2 separate regions of the Sus scrofa genome follow, and region 1 is linked to region 2. The links are chromatin contacts, called in public HiChIP or PLAC-seq maps. All regions are on one chromosome and are shown on one strand. Each heading gives the region's core, a stretch centred on a gene start, on an enhancer-like site or on the middle of the called end of the contact. The rest is flanking DNA. Distances are from core to core; before and after follow the strand shown.

Evidence for each region. HiChIP or PLAC-seq counts read pairs in DNA pulled down with a chosen protein or histone mark.
Region 1: a contact with region 2 is called in an H3K27ac HiChIP or PLAC-seq map of alveolar macrophages, with 4 times the contacts expected there. The contact joins the enhancer-like site here to the promoter of PITX3 in region 2. A contact is called at or near these places in 4 of 5 promoter capture datasets (fetal liver, fetal skeletal muscle, liver and 1 more), 26 of 47 Hi-C or Micro-C datasets (adipocytes, alveolar macrophages, brain and 15 more) and 2 of 2 datasets of contacts at active chromatin or transcription factors (alveolar macrophages and skeletal muscle).

Annotation. Positions count from the first base shown.
Region 1 is chr14:113,348,017-113,350,716 of Sscrofa11.1, forward strand. All of the region lies in intron 4 of GBF1 (Golgi-specific brefeldin A-resistance guanine nucleotide exchange factor 1), which reads left to right. Among named protein-coding and RNA genes, the nearest start is that of NFKB2, 57 kb to the right of the region's middle. Within about 2 kb of position 1,280, at least 6 of the 83 cell types and tissues checked have an H3K27ac peak or open chromatin away from gene starts, as enhancers often do. A contact at or near this core is called in alveolar macrophages, fetal skeletal muscle and skeletal muscle, where this site is marked.
Region 2 is chr14:113,240,081-113,242,780 of Sscrofa11.1, forward strand. PITX3 (pituitary homeobox 3) reads right to left here and starts at 1,313. Exons shown (of 6, transcript XM_021073065.1): 1 at 1,233-1,313.

The sequences.
Region 1 (2,700 bases), core at 30-2,529, 110 kb after region 2:
TCAACCTCTGGTAAGATTTTTTTTTTCTTTTTGGTAGTTGTATCATTTCCATAGCATATATATAACACAATTCATTCAGTCACTCTTATTGAGTAATATTTAATATTTAGGTGTTTTTGTTTTTATGCTTTCTAGAGCCTCACGTGCAGCATATGGGAGTTCTAGGCTAGGGTCAAATCGGAGCTGCAGCTGCCAGCCTATGCCACAGCCTCAGCAATGCTGGATCTGAGCCACATTTGTGACCTACACCACAGCCAACAGCAATGCTGGATCCTTAGCCCACTGGGCGAGGCCAGGGATCAAACCCACATCCTCATGGATACTAGTAAGGTTGGTAACCTGTTGAGCTACAGTGGGAACCCTTAGGTTGTTTATTTTGAGCCATTAGAAGTAATGCTGAGGTAAGCATCCTTGTTCATGTGTCTTTATTAATTTTCCTTTTGTGTGACAGATTCCTGTACTTGAAATTTCTGGATTAAAGTCCATGTTATAATTATGTTTTTATATGTACTGCTAGTTTGCTTTTCCAAAAGAGTAAATCATTTGCACTTTCAACAGTAAAGCTTGAGAGTTTCCAATTCCCCAGCCTGTCACCTACACTGAATATTATTGACATCCTTTATTTCTGCAAATTTGGTGTGTGAAAACTGGTCTTTTGTTGTTTTTATTTTCTTGAGTTTGAACATTTGAATTTTTTCTCCTTTGCCTACTATATTATTGAGGAGGGGTTTTTTTCCTTATCAATTTGTAGGAGTTCTTTGTACAGTGAGGATATTAACCCATTGTCTACTGTAGTAGTACAAATATTTTCTCCTGTTCTAGTGTGTATCTGAATTTGTTTATGGTGTCTTTTGGGGATTCCTTTTTTAGTTGGTCTTGTCATTCAGGCTCCTGAATTCTTTTTCTCCTATTGCCTGCCCATGTGCAAGGGTGAGCAACATAGAAAACAGGCAGCTGTCCTTGTTTCTAAGTAAGGAGACAAGAAAAGAGGCAGCTCAGGCAGTAGGTAACTAGAAAGGAAAACAGCCGTCAGTTAAGGCAAGAAAACCCTTTATCTTTTCTGGAAAGTCGGATTTGCTTAACTGAAGCATTCAGGATCCTCAGCGGGTATCTTGGGTGCCAGCTATGTTCTGAATAGATGCATTGGCCTCTCCAGGCACCCTAGTCCTAGCTTCATACTTTTCCTAAGCAAAAAGCAGGGCCAGCTACGTAAAGCCTTACCCTGAGCACCACCTGCAGGTCATCTCTCTTCACAGCCTCCAGTAGCTGCCCTCTGTGCCTTTTCCCTCTGCTCTTTCATCAGTATTACTTCCTCCCCTTCATGGGCTTGGCAGACAAGCTGGTTATTGGAGACCTCAGGCCAGCTGGTCATTGGAGTTTCCGGTGGTGGGGAAAAAAGAATGCTGGAGGTGGTGATCGCAGTGGGCATGAGAAAAGAAACAGGAAGGAGTGTATGAGAGCCAGAGGCAAAGGAGGTGAGATTAGCAGATTTCTCTGCAGTCTTCTCCAGGGTGGCCAGAAAAGGAGGACAGTCTAAAGAAGGGGTCCTAGCAAAGCTCTGTTTAGTGAACCAATCTTTTGTTTAGGCTGCCCTTCTAGAAGGAACAGCCCTCCACCCCTTGGTTTTGTGACCCAAGGCTTCTAGGATTATTTTAGATCCTATTCCAACAACCAGCCTTTTGTGTGACCCTACACAGCTGCCAGACCAGGATTTGTGCCACTGACTACCTTACTTGTGAGGCCCTGCCTGTGATTTTAAGGACCTGTCGTTTGTACCAGTCTTTTTGGAAAATTAACTTTGCCACTTCATTCAAGCTCACAGGATGAGAGTTAGAAAAAGATCAGTAGAGCTTAAACTATTTTAACTCGGGATTACTGAAAAAATGGGAGAAATGGATCCCCCAGGAGTTTGTGAGGTAGGAGCAAGACTGCCATTCACTAGGAGCTCTGAAACACCACACAGCACTGAGAAGGTCCTGGGTCTCCCAAGCAAGGAAAGGTCCTTCTGTGGACCCTAGAGGCCTGAATAAGGGCCCTGTCAGGCAGGATTATGAGGGAGAACTCAGGCTGGGGCCTTGAGAATATAGGATTTTCTGTGTTGATTAGGAGACACTTGGAGAGTTGGGGTGATAGGAGGAGCTGGGTCACCTCCTATACTATTATCATCATGAAATTGGCTTATTCTGCGTGACCTCTAAAGTAGCCATTCATGATACTGAACAGAGGCATGTGGTAATAGGACAAAGAGATTCTTTGACTAGATGTCAAAGACTAACCAGGATGGGAGTTCCCATTGTGGCTCAACAGGTTACCAACCTGACTAGTATCCATGAGGATATGGGTTTGATCCCTGGCCTCACTCGGTGGGTTAAGGATTCGACGTTGCTGTGAGCTGTGGTGTAGGTCACACATGCGGCTCGGATCTGGCATTGCTGTGGCTGTAGCATAGGCCAGCATCTACAGCTCTGATTCGATTCAACCCCTAGCCTGGGAACTTCCACATACTGCAAGTGCGACCCTTAAAACAACAACAACAACAACAAAGACTAACCAGGATGGAAGAGAAAGAAGAAAACAAATGAAAACCACTCATAATTGTTGAAAGTTTTCTGGCTCATTGTTGCAAGAGTAATATTCTGGTTTCTCAGCCATGCCCTGAGTTTCAAGCTCAGGAACTCCATTAATTTCAGGTACCAGGAA
Region 2 (2,700 bases), core at 63-2,562:
CAGGCAAAGAGTATGGGGGTGTCTGTTCAGCTGTACTGGAATTAGAGATTGACTGAGTTTGTGAGGGAACTGAAGCTGTCAGGGGCTTGTGCTGGACTCCTCCTTGCCCTCCCATTGCCCTTTGTGGTTCGTTCCTTCCTTTCCTGGTCTTGGTTCCCATTAGCAATCCCACCACTGGCTCTCTCCCCACAAATTTGGATTCTGGGAGTCCAGGGTGATGCTTAGATCTAGCCTGAGTTGGAGAGGGAATGTCTCCTGCCTCCACTTCAACCCAAGGCCAGGCTTCACCCGGCAGCCCTAGGAACAGAGACAAGTTTGCAAAGTGTGAGCTGGGATTTTAGGCAACCCACCACAGCGAACCCCACCGTACACGCAGCAGCTGGGCAGGCGCTGCCGGGTAAATGGACATGCCACTCGGCCAGGGACATTCTGTCCACCGCTGCCCAACACAGCGCCTGCTCCGGAGAGACCAACCTCTCTGCCCCGGACATTCTGTCCGCTCCGAGCCCCGCGCGCTGCGGACATTCCGTCCGATTCCGTGGCTGCCCGAGGTCGGGACCCATCAGGGCCCTGACAACCCAAGCGGACACGCCAGACCCTCCTCCTAGTCACTCGGACTACCCAGACTCGGCCTGAAGCCCGCACAGCGGCCATCTGACCCGGTCGCGGCCCGGCTCTCGGAAAACGGCTCCTATCCCAATTGCGAAGCAGCTGGGAAAAGAAGCGTGTGCGACCAACGCATCGTTGCTTCCAGTCCCTGGAGTCTGAGACCCAGCGTGTGTGTGTGTGTGTGTGTGTGGGGAGGGGTGTCGGGCACCGCCATCTGCCCCCTTGCTGGGCGACCGCCGCCAGCTCCCCCGGCTGGCCAGGGCCTCGGCAACCCCTTTCACTCCCTAGCTGCTGGCCCCGCGCCTCCGGATTCCAGGGTGCTTTCTGGTAATGGTTTCCCGACTCAACTGTCCGCTTCGCAGAGCCCCTGTCCTGACCTCACGTCTCCGACTTCTCTTCGATCCCTTGAGTCTTCCTCTTATCTGTCCTCCGAGTCCTGACGCTAAGTTTCCCTTTTTCTAAGTCCTGGCCCCGGGTCTGCACTCCGCCCTCCCAGTCTCGACCCGTTCCCCAGGCACCGTGCTCCAGTTCAGCCTCCCTAGGTCCCGTTTTAGGGATCCCAAAGTCCAGCCATGGCCCCTCGGCCCCGTGAGTCCCTGTCTCCCGCATGGTCAAGCACTCACAGTGAGTCCCGCAGCAGGCAGACTCCCGGCAGCGGCGGCGGCGGCCGCAGTCTGGAGGGCAAGCAGGGGCCAGAGGCCGGGCACCCGGCCGGGGTGGGGGCCGCCCCCCTGCGCCCAGGCCGCCGCTCCGCTCCGGCGCTCCCGGACTCGCTGGGAGAGAGTGAGCCTCGCCGTGCACTGCCACCCCCCGCCGGCGCCCATTCACTTTATGGCAGCCCAGGGCGCCCCCAGCCCGCCGCGGCGAGCCTCGCGTGTCGGGCCCCGCCCCCTTCCAGCTGCGCTGCCCGGGCTCCACCCTTTCCAGCTGTGAATTTTCTGGCCCCGCCTTCGGGGGCGGGCTCCGGCAGGCGCACAGCCAAGAACTCCGCCCCCTATCCAATCGGAGGCGCTTCTCCGCAACTGGGCCCCGCCCCTCCCCACGTGGCTGAAACCATGCTCCAGCGAGAACGCTTTGGCACAACCAAGCCGGAGCGTAGAGTGGACCGGGTGTCTCCACCGAGCCGGGGCCCGTGATGTGGGGGCCAGACCACCACCCCGAGCGAAGTGGAACGGTGCTGGGGGATAGGGTCAGGTGGAAGTGCGCACGGATTGGGAGAGGCCAACGGGTTTCTGCGCTCAGAATTCGTTGCCGCTCAAGTTTCGGCAATTTTCTCCACTTGTCGCTGTCTGTCTCCCTGCCCTTTTGTCTCTGCTCCAATTCTCCCACATCTCGCCTTTCTTTCCTTTTTTTTCCTCCGCCACCGCTTTGCTCCTGCTGTTTGTCTCTCTCCTTCCTCCTCTGCCACTTTGAAAGACTAATTTCTCTTTCTGCTCCTATTTTTCCTTGCTTCTTTCTCTCTTCCTCTTCTCCGCTATCTCCTCTCCCCTACCCCCCACCTCGCCCTTTTTTCCCCTCTCCTCTAAGGAAGGTGGCTTCATGAAGAAAGCAGAAATTGGAATGAGACAAACCAAAACGGCATTCTAACCCTGCTATCAACTGTGCCATCATCTAGCGACTTTGGACAAGTAACTTTACTATCACTCCCAGCCACTTCCTCAAGTTAAAGGAGGTTCTAACTGGATCTCAGGGCTTGGGCTGGGTAACCCTCAGAGGGCTGGGTAATTTTCCCTGTCAGTCTGCATGCTTGTCTCACCCAGATTAAATTCTCCTAGCCTTAACAGGGCTACCTTCTTGGTGATACCAGGTTAGGTTCTGTGGCCAAGGTGTGTCCTTGGTGCTTGCTGGTTAGGGAGTCGCAAGGGATAGGACAGATGTCCCAAGGAACATAGAGAGTCAGGCTGGGTTGCTAGGTTGCCCCTGATGGTCTTAAGCCCTATCTCATACTGTATGCCTGGTGAATCTGACCAATCATGCCTCTGCTCAAAACCTTTCAATGGTTCCTGTTTGCCTTCAGGATAAAGGCCGAGTTCCCTTGCCTGGCATAGAAGACTTTTAGGGCCTGATCCTGTCTTAATCTCCAATTTCCTA